Regions from separate parts of the Sus scrofa genome. Here region 2 is linked to region 1. Evidence: chromatin contacts called from public HiChIP or PLAC-seq data. All regions are on one chromosome and are shown on one strand. The core of a region is the stretch at or near the end of the contact, and the rest is flanking DNA. Distances in the headings are between cores, read along the strand shown. Region 1 holds the start of RETREG2 (protein FAM134A). Region 2 holds the start of PTPRN (receptor-type tyrosine-protein phosphatase-like N).

Region 1 (4,341 bases), core at 1,264-3,763:
TGTAGAGAAAGGAGGAAGACAAGTTATCGGGTGGCAGAGCTCTCCCCAAGGCAGACACAGCTGCCCTTCCTCTGCAACCCCAGAGTGCTTTCTTCAAATGCCATTGCCAGGAAGTATTCTGTTGTTTATGTCTGTCTCCTTCTTTAGACTTTACCTTTTTCACAGGTGCCACATCTCATTCATGTTTACACCCCAAACAACTCATACACAGCCTAGCACACAGAGCTTCCAACTCTTTTTTTTTTTTTGTCTTTTTGCTATTTCTTTGGGGCCGCTCCCACGGCGTATGGAGGTTCCCAGGCTAGGGGTCGAATTGGAGCTGTAGCCACTAGCCTACACCAGAGCCACAGCAACGCCGGATCGTTAACCCACTGAGCAATGACAGGGACCGAACCCGCAACCTCATGGTTCCTAGTCGGATTCGTTAACCACTGCGCCACGATGGGAACTCCCCAACTCTTAAGTAAGTATGTGGATGACACAAAAAACATAATAAGAACTATAACATTCCTGTAACCCTATCATATGTGAAGCCCTACCATGAGCACGTAACATATATTAACCCATTTACTCTCCATCTCATTATGAGGTTCTAGAGTCCCTGTTTTATAGTTGAGGAAACTGGCAAATAGAAACAGAGATCAAGGGACGTTTACAAGGTGGTAAACATAAGAGAAGACAATGGAACCCAGGCAATCTGGCTGTAGAATCTACAATCTCAACTATGACACTCATAATGTTAGCTTTTTTTTTTTTTTTTTTTGTCTTTTTGTTTTTCTAGGTCCACATTCACAGCATATGGAAGTTCTAAGGCTAGGGGCTGAGTGGGAGCTGTAGTCACTGGCCTACACCACAGCCACAGAAACGCCAAATCCGAGCCGAGTCTGTGACCTACACCACAGCTCACCGCAACGCCGGATCCTTAACCCACTGAGCAAGGCCAGGGATCCAACCTGCGTCCTCACAGATGCTAGTTAGATTCGCTTCCGCTGAGCCAGGACAGACTCTCCTAACGTTAGTTTTGAAAACGGGAAAATTCTACTTTCCAACCAGACAGGGGAAAAGTGGTGCTTGGGAGGAAGGTGGCCTGCTGTACATCCCCTCAACATTCAACCCGGCCAGGAGGGTCAGGCAGAAAACAAGTGCTCAATGGGGCTTGGGGAAAAAAATGAAGTAACACTCACCCTGGATGGCAGGGAGGAAGCGAGGCTGCCAAAGATCCAGCAGAAAATAGGCTAAAAGTGAGATGCTGAGTAGAAAGATGGGCCGTAGGGACGAAGAAGACAGCAACCTTAAGGAGAGACAGGCATCTCAGCGGTGAGTGGGTGAGAAAGGCTCTCACATCCATCGCAAAAGGCGAACAAGCGCCCACTGATGGGGGAATGGGAACCTCTGGGCCTAGCTCGATAACCAAAGTCGAGTGGGAAATGGGAATGGGGCAACCCAGGCGGACAACAGCCTTTAAAAACCGAGAGATGGGTCTGCCCCAGGAAGGGAATGGTACTCCGGGTCCTCCCCGCCCCCGCTCGCCCGCGCAGCCCGGCCCCGCCCCCCTCCTCCTCCGAGGCCGTTACCAGAAGAGGCCGTTGAGCGCGGCCGCCGTGACCAGGCTGTGCAGCGGCTTCTCCCACACCAGCAGCCGCTGCGCTGCCGCCAGCACCGCCTCCCAGCCGCGGAGCCGCAGCCACAGCGTCGTGGCCAGGCGTCCCACCGCCTCGGCAGTGGCTGCCTCCTCCTCCGCCTCGCCGGTGGCCTCACCCATTCCTAAGCTCAGGCCCAGGCCCAGGCTCAGGCCCAGCCCTGGGCTCCCACCCGCGCCGGTGTTACCACCGCCACCACCACTAGCCATAGCCCCGCCGCAGCCGCCGCCCGAGCCCGCGAGGAGCCAGGGCTGCGCGGCCGCCGCCGGGGGCGCGTCAGGCGGAAGGGGGCGCACGCCGCGGAGCGGGCCGCCGAGGCCGCGGATGGGCGTCACGTGACGGCGGAGCGACGAACCCGTCACGTGAGGCGACCTAACCGCTGGGCTAGGGCGGTCTGCGCCTGCGTGCAGGCGGCTGCCGATGACCCTTCTCCTACGCAGGTGCGTGTTTTGGCTGCGCCGGGCGTTGTCAGCTTCCTGATTGATGGACTGTATCCCCGTGTTTCCCCACCCCAGCCAATTTTCTTCTCCCTATGTAGGCAGGGTAGCTAGGGAACCTGGTCCTGGCCCGGTATTCCCAGTGTGATGCGGCCGGGAAGGGCGACAAGTGGGCTTCGGATGCTCAGAGTCTTTCGTAGGAGCTATTTCTGCTCTGGAAGGGTGGCGGCCATCCCATTACTCAACCCTCGTCGTACTGGTCCTCCCCGTTCCCTCCCCTCAGCGAATAAACAAACACCACCGTTTGACTCTACAGACTCAAAAACACAGCTTCACCTGCTCAGAAAAGTTGTTTTCTTCCCGTCTCTTTCGGTAAACAAGCCCGCCTTCACGCATCGGAACTCCTTCTAATCCCTCGCTCAAGAGATTGGGGTCTGGGGGGAAGAGTTTAAAAATAAAACCCTATTAGGAGCTCTTTACTCTGGGGGGAGGGGACGTTGACACCATTTACTGTGGTTTACAATGTAACAAGCGTTTTATATTGCAGTCATTTAATCTGCAATAATCCTACGAAATATGTGCTTAACTATGTCTAAAATTACAGGCTATACTAAAAGGAGGATATAAAGCCAAACGTGCGCCTGCCACCTTGTACACAATTCACCCCTGTTAAACTTGTGCATTCTTTCTGACGCGTTTTAAATGTACGTTATATCTCTTTTTTAAAAGTTGGGGCCAACTCTCCGGCCCACGTCTTTATGTTTACATTTCTACGGATAGGAAAAGGTCAGCCGGGCGCGTTCATCCTCAGCGCGCCATGGTCCCTTCGGAACTGCCCTGATTTCTCAGACGAGGGCACCCTGGAGTTTAACTCCTGCGACTTGCCCCGGCTTCTCGACACCAGGCGTTCTAGCCTCGCTCCTTCCCCGGCTCGGCCCAGCGGGCGGCAGGAAGTGCGGGGCGGTGACTCTCCAGCGACACCCCCGCGGCTTGTAAACGCGAAGCAGACGCTCGGCGTGGCAAAGGCACCGTACGCGCCTCGCAACCGGGTCTTCTCTCTACTCGGTGAGGTGGGCGCCCCAGCCCTGGAGCTCCACTCCCGGGTTCGGAACCCAGATCCTGGAGCCCCACCCGGGGCGGAACAGGAAGACGTTCCCGCCCGTCGGGCTCCGCCTGCAGCCGCTGGCGCGAGGGGAGGGGGCTGCACCGGCGTGGGCGGCGGCCCGCGCGAGAGAGACCCGCGGGCAGGTGAACAGGCGATCAAGGACTGCTCCGCGGCCCCCTTTAATCTCGTTCCCTTCCCTTCCACCTTCTCAGGGCGGCGCCTGGCAGCGCGATGGACCTGGCCGGACTCCTGCTGGACGAAGAAGGCACCTTCTCCCTCGCCGGCTTCCAGGACTTCACAGTGAGCGCTCGTCCCGCCCCCTCCCCGGCCTCTCTTTGCTTGGAGCCCAAACCCCTGGCGCTCCCCTCCGGGCCCTAGCCGGGCCGCGAGCTTGCCTGATGGCTCTGCCGGGGAACCGGGCGTCAGCCGCTCGAGCCGTGCCTACTGGAGGCCCTGGTTGCTTGGGCCCCCAGGGAGAGCTGTGGGGGTGCAGGAATGGGGTAGGAGGTGACCAGCCGGGGCCCTTCTGGGAGAACTTTTCCTCGGGAGCCCTCAGCGGAGAAGGATTCCACCCCCTGCGGACAGACTGCCTTTGGCAAACAAGCCAGAGAGTTTGAGGCGGGGTGGGGCCCAGGCCCCATTAGCTGTGAGGCAGGCCTACCGTCCCGCACCCAGCTTCAAGCCCCGAGCCAGGATCTCCACCATACCTTTCCCTGCCCTTCACCCGCCGCCACCCTCTTGCCCTGTTCCAGTTCCTCCCAGGACACCAGAAGCTGAGTGCCCGGATCCGAAGGAGACTCTACTATGGCTGGGACTGGGAAGCTGACTGTAGCCTGGAGGAGCTCTCCAGCCCTGTGGCAGGTTAGACAGTGTTGTGGCCCTGGGCAAGTAAGCAGCCTGACAATGGGGTGGTTGGCCATCAGGAAAGTGACGCTAGGGGTACGCTGTGAGCCCCATTGTCTCTTCCTAGCCGGCGCATTGGGACTGCTCTAAGGAGAGGATTTGTATTTTTCTTTTTTTCCCTTGAGCCTAAATGAGTAAGAAACATTGCTATCTTACACATCTGTATCATTCTTCATCTGTATACCAGAAACTTTTGATTTTCCAACGATACCCATCCTGTATCTCCCAAACAAACAAGGCAGGTTTATCTTTTCAA
Region 2 (4,716 bases), core at 820-3,319, 140 kb before region 1:
TTCTTTCTTTCTTTCTTTCTTTCTTTCTTTCTTTCTTTCTTTCTTACGTCTTTTCTAGAGCTGCACCCACGGCATATAGGGGTTCCCAGGCTAGTGGTCTAATGGAGATGTAGCCACCGGCCTACACCAGAGCCACAGCTATGTGGGATCTGAGCTGCGTCTGTGACCTACAGACGTCAAATCCTTAACCCCTTGAGCAAGGCCAGGGATCAAACCCACAACCTCATGGTTCCTAGTTGGATTTGTTAACCACTGCGCCACCAAGGGAACTCCAGTTTATGCTAATTTAAAGAGAATTAAGAAATGTAACCAGATGCAATGTTGGGTTTTTTTTATTTAATGATTTTTATTTTTTCTATTATAGTTGGTTTGCAGTGTTGGTTTTTGATTGACTCCTATTTTAAACAAAACAGTGGATAAAAGTCATTTGTGGAAAAAATTTGAGATATTTGAATATGAACTAAGCATTAAACAATATTTGGCAATTATTGTGAATTTTGCTACATGTCAAAATGGCATTTTAGTTATATGGGAAAATATCCTTATTTCTTGGAGATGCGTGTTGGAACATTTAGAAGGGAAATATAATGTCTACTGGCTACTTTTAAGTAAAAAATAAAAAGAAGCGAATATGGCAATAGTATCAATAACTGGTAAGTCTAGGTAATGATTGTATGAGTATTTATTATGCACTACTATCCTTTTTTTGTATTTTGTAAATTTTTTACTAAAGAGCAAAAGTAAAATGATTTTTTTTTTTTTTTTTTTTTTTTTTTTTTTTTGTCCTTTTAGGACCAAACCTGTGGCGTATGGAGGTTCTCAGAGCTGCAGCTGCTGGCCTACACCACAGCCACAGCAATGCAGGATCCTTAACCCACTGAGTAAGGCCTGGGATTGAACCCATGTCCTTGTAGATACTAGTTGGGTTCGTTAACCACTGAGCCATGATGGGAACTCCTAAAACGATCAATTTAGAACTTTGGAAAGCTCACTCCTGAGCTTATTGTGTGACAAGAATGGAAACAAAAGACTAGTTAGATGATTACTGCAATAGTGTCATGAAAGAGCAGAGTGGTTGGACAGTGAGTGTGGAGAGAAGTAGACTGATGAAAGATATATTTTGCAAGTGGAAACTTTAAGGTTTTGATAGATTTGAAGTGGACGCGTGTGACAGAAAGGCGAATCAAGGCTAATAACAAAAGTGAATATGGGAGTTCCCATTGTGGCTCAGTGGGTTAAGAACCCAACTAGTATCCATGAGGATGCAGGTTCAATCCCTGGCCTTGTTCAGTGGGTTAAAGATCCAGCATTGCCATGAGCTGCGTGTAGGTAGCAGATGTGGCTCTGATCTCACGTTGCTGTACCTGTGGGGTAGGCTGTAAGTTACAGCTCTGATTTCAACCCCTAGCCTGGGAACTTCCATATGCAGCAGGTGCAGCCCTAAAAAGAAAGGGAAAAAAGTGAATATGTATCAAGTGTTTAGTATATGTCAGTGCAGTGGTTTTTCTAAGTGAGCCCCAAGAATTTAATTTCTGTAATTTTCACAACCACCTGTGAGGCAGTACAGATGGGGAAATTTGGCTCCGGGAGGTTAAGCAACTTGTCCAAAGTTAGGCTCTAGTAGGTGGCATTGCTAGAACTGGAATCCAAGCACGCACACACACGCGGCACCATTCCTGCTCTTAAGGATGACATCAGTACCACTAATTAAGATGCGAAAGAGTGTGTATCTATTCACTTTTATATTACTCATCTTAAGGTTTCTACGTATATTTCCTGGCTTTCAGGCAACTATAACACTTTTTGCCAACTCTTCCACTGGGTGAGAGAGGTGGTGGCCCCTGGGGAGAAGCATGTGTCAAGGTGAGGCCAAGTAGGAATTCTAGTGAGGCGCCTACTATTTGGCGTAGGAGGGATGGGGTGGGTAGGACCCCCGCTACGACAGTGCTCTTACGCCACAAATGACGCAAATCAGCGCAAGAGCTGGGGGTGGAAATACCGTCACCACCCGCCCGGGGTTGGCAGAGTTGCGGCGAGAAAGGCGTGTAGACCCCGCCTCGGTGGGTGGGGAGTGGCAAGCCCCGCCTCAGCCCCTCTGGCAGGCTCCTGCCAGCGTCGCTGCAGCTCTGGCAGCGGAGCTGGAGCGTGGAGCCCGGAAGGATGCGGCGCCCGCGGCGGCCTGGGGGTCCTGGGGGATCTGGGGGTCTCCGGGTGCTCCTCTGCCTGCTGCTGCTGGGCAGCCGCCTGGGAGGCTGCAACGCCATTAGTGCCCACGGTCAGGAGGAAACGGGGGGTGGGGGGCGGCGGGCTGGAGGATGGGCCCGGGAGCAAAACTCGGTGGGGGTGGGGGTGGGGTGGGGGAAGTGTCACGAAGGTAGGCAGCTCAGGTAGAATGCGTGTGTGGCGTGGGGTAGGGGAGGCACCGTGAGATGAGGAAGAGGAGAGGGCGTCTGAGAGGAAAGGGGCGTAGGCCCGGAGGTGGGGCTGGGAACCCGGGGGCGGGACCTAAAGGAAGCAGGTTCAGGGGACGATTGCGGTTTGGGAGGAAGAAACAGGGGTGCCTAGGGACAGAGGGGCCCAGAGACGGGATACAAGACCACAGGAGAAGCAAGTCGCTCTGAGGCGCCAAAGCGGCGCCCCGCGCTGAGGGCTGGAGGTGGGGGGAGGGAGCCAGAGGGAACCCAGATCTCCGGGCGGTAGAAGTCGGGCCCGCGAGCACCGGGGTCCCAGCTTTCGGTAGAGGATCAAGTCGAGGGAGGGGCCAGACTTTCCCTTTCAACCTGGAGAGGCCCATTGCTGTAATCTGATCTCCGATAAGAGGGGGGCCGAAGGGGGAGGGGCAGAAGAGGGTGGAGAGGGAAGGGTCGTCTCCCGTCCCCCTCCTCACAGCCAGGCCTGGTGCTGACTCACGACGGAGCGGACTGAGACAGTCAGCGCTGACTCACGGGCAGGGGGTGGGGGTTGGGGGCGGGGGGCTCCTAGGGGAAGGGGCGCAGCATCGCCGTCTGGCGTCCTCCTTCCTCACCAGGCTTGGAGGCCAATGCAAGGTACTTCCCGTGGCGCTGCGGGTGGGTAGGGTGGACGATGAAGGCTGGAATGGCGGAGAGGTCAAGTCCCGTGGCGACTCCTCACCCTGTCACCCTTCCTCCCCCCTAACTTCTTCCAGGCGAGCCCTCAGCGTCACCGGGCTCAGAGCTTCAGCACCGCGAACAGCGCCCGCAGCACTGAGGCCTTGGACTCTAGGGAGAGTGCAGGGAGCATTGCCTTAGGGGCACCCCATTTTACCCCTTTCCCATGCGAAGGGGAAGCACGCTAAGCTTTCCATCTCTTCTGAGTCCCAGGCCATCATAAGATGCTGTTGGAGGATTTGGAGAGTCCCTTTCCTCTCAGAATCTGGCCAAAAACTACCCCATAGTCATTGGATGAGAGTAGAAGCTTATGATTCTCCACTATCACTAGCCCCAGGCACCTGGAGGGCTTCTTCTTCTCATTACTCAGTTTGGCAAACTGAGACTTTTAGGAAAAGGGTCCAGATTCACAGATCTTTAAAATCCAAAGCCAGATCCTGTGCTTTTTCTCTTAAGAATTCTAGGCCTCTTCCTTCCTCTCCCCCGAGCTTAAAGCCTTCCTTGAAAGGAAAGAATGGGTCCCATCTGCTTCCCCCTTTCATAGCCTGTTCATCCATCTGACCAGTCTATGTGTGTGGGTGTCTGAGCCTCTACTCACCTGTCCTCTACAGGCTGTCTGTTTGACCGCAGACTCTGCTCTCACCTTGAAGTCTGTATTCAGGGTGAGTGAGGCCCAAACATAGGACTGACAAGAAGGGGGGTGCACAATAAAAAAGAAATGGGGGAGGCCTGGAAGGGAGAAGGGGAACCAGGCTTGGGGAGAAGGGGGACTGGCCTGAAGCAAAGAGAGGAGATAGAGGGAGTGCTGTCTATTTGCAACCTGGCCTTTGGCAGGCCTCTTGTCCCAACCCCCTGCTGACACCACTTTTGTGTTCTTAGATGGCTTGTTTGGACAGTGCCAGGTGGGAGTGGGGCAAGCCCGGCCCCTTTTGCAAGTCACTTCCCCAGTTCTTCAACGCTTACAAGGTGTGCTTCGACAGCTCATGTCACAAGGTGAGGTCTAGGTGCCCGGGAGGAGAGAGACTGCAACTTGGATAGATAAGGGTGGGGGAAACAGGGGCCACCTGACTCAAGCATTTCTTTCAAGGGACAAATATCACACCCACTCTGCAGCATCACCTTCCCAGATCTTGCTGGAGAAGGAGGCAAGAAAAGTGGGGAAGGAACTCTAGAGATAGGCTGTTCACTTAGACTCTCTGGAGGAATCTAGAGGAGGCTTCTAGAAGAAGTCACTGAAAGAGGACAGCATCTGTCTCATTAGGACCAGCCCACTCTCTGGAACTGACTGAGTACTCCAGAGCCATGAATCCTGGAGTCCTCAGCCAGGAGAACACCTCACTCACCCAGTTCTCTCGTTCAATCAATATTTATCAGGTCCTTCAATATGGCAAACATAGTTTTAGGTTCTTAGGATGTATCAGGGAGTAAAACAAACAAAGATTTTTGCCTACTGGGGTTTATATTCGGGGGGTGAAGGGACAGAATACAGTATATAAATTAAAAGACATTAGTATGTTAGAAGATGACAAGAGCCATGGGAAAAACACATATTACAACAAGATAAAGGGATCAGAAGTGGGGACATAGG

Evidence for each region. HiChIP or PLAC-seq counts read pairs in DNA pulled down with a chosen protein or histone mark.
Region 2: an H3K27ac HiChIP or PLAC-seq map of alveolar macrophages shows a contact between it and region 1. The contact joins the promoter of PTPRN here to the promoter of RETREG2 in region 1. A contact is called at or near these places in 3 of 5 promoter capture datasets (fetal liver, fetal skeletal muscle and liver), 10 of 47 Hi-C or Micro-C datasets (blood, embryonic fibroblasts, fetal liver and 5 more) and 2 of 2 datasets of contacts at active chromatin or transcription factors (alveolar macrophages and skeletal muscle).

What each region holds. Positions count from the first base shown.
Region 1 is chr15:121,210,542-121,214,882 of Sscrofa11.1, reverse strand. RETREG2 (protein FAM134A) reads right to left here and starts at 2,513. Exons shown (of 9, transcript XM_021074927.1): 1 at 2,414-2,513; 2 at 1,185-1,291. CNPPD1 (protein CNPPD1) reads left to right here and starts at 1,995. Exons shown (of 10, transcript XM_021074929.1): 1 at 1,995-2,080; 2 at 2,858-3,147; 3 at 3,395-3,482; 4 at 3,935-4,043. The coding sequence starts at 3,414.
Region 2 is chr15:121,346,581-121,351,296 of Sscrofa11.1, reverse strand. PTPRN (receptor-type tyrosine-protein phosphatase-like N) reads left to right here and starts at 2,069. Exons shown (of 24, transcript XM_003133669.4): 1 at 2,069-2,275; 2 at 3,740-3,790; 3 at 4,008-4,121. The coding sequence starts at 2,161.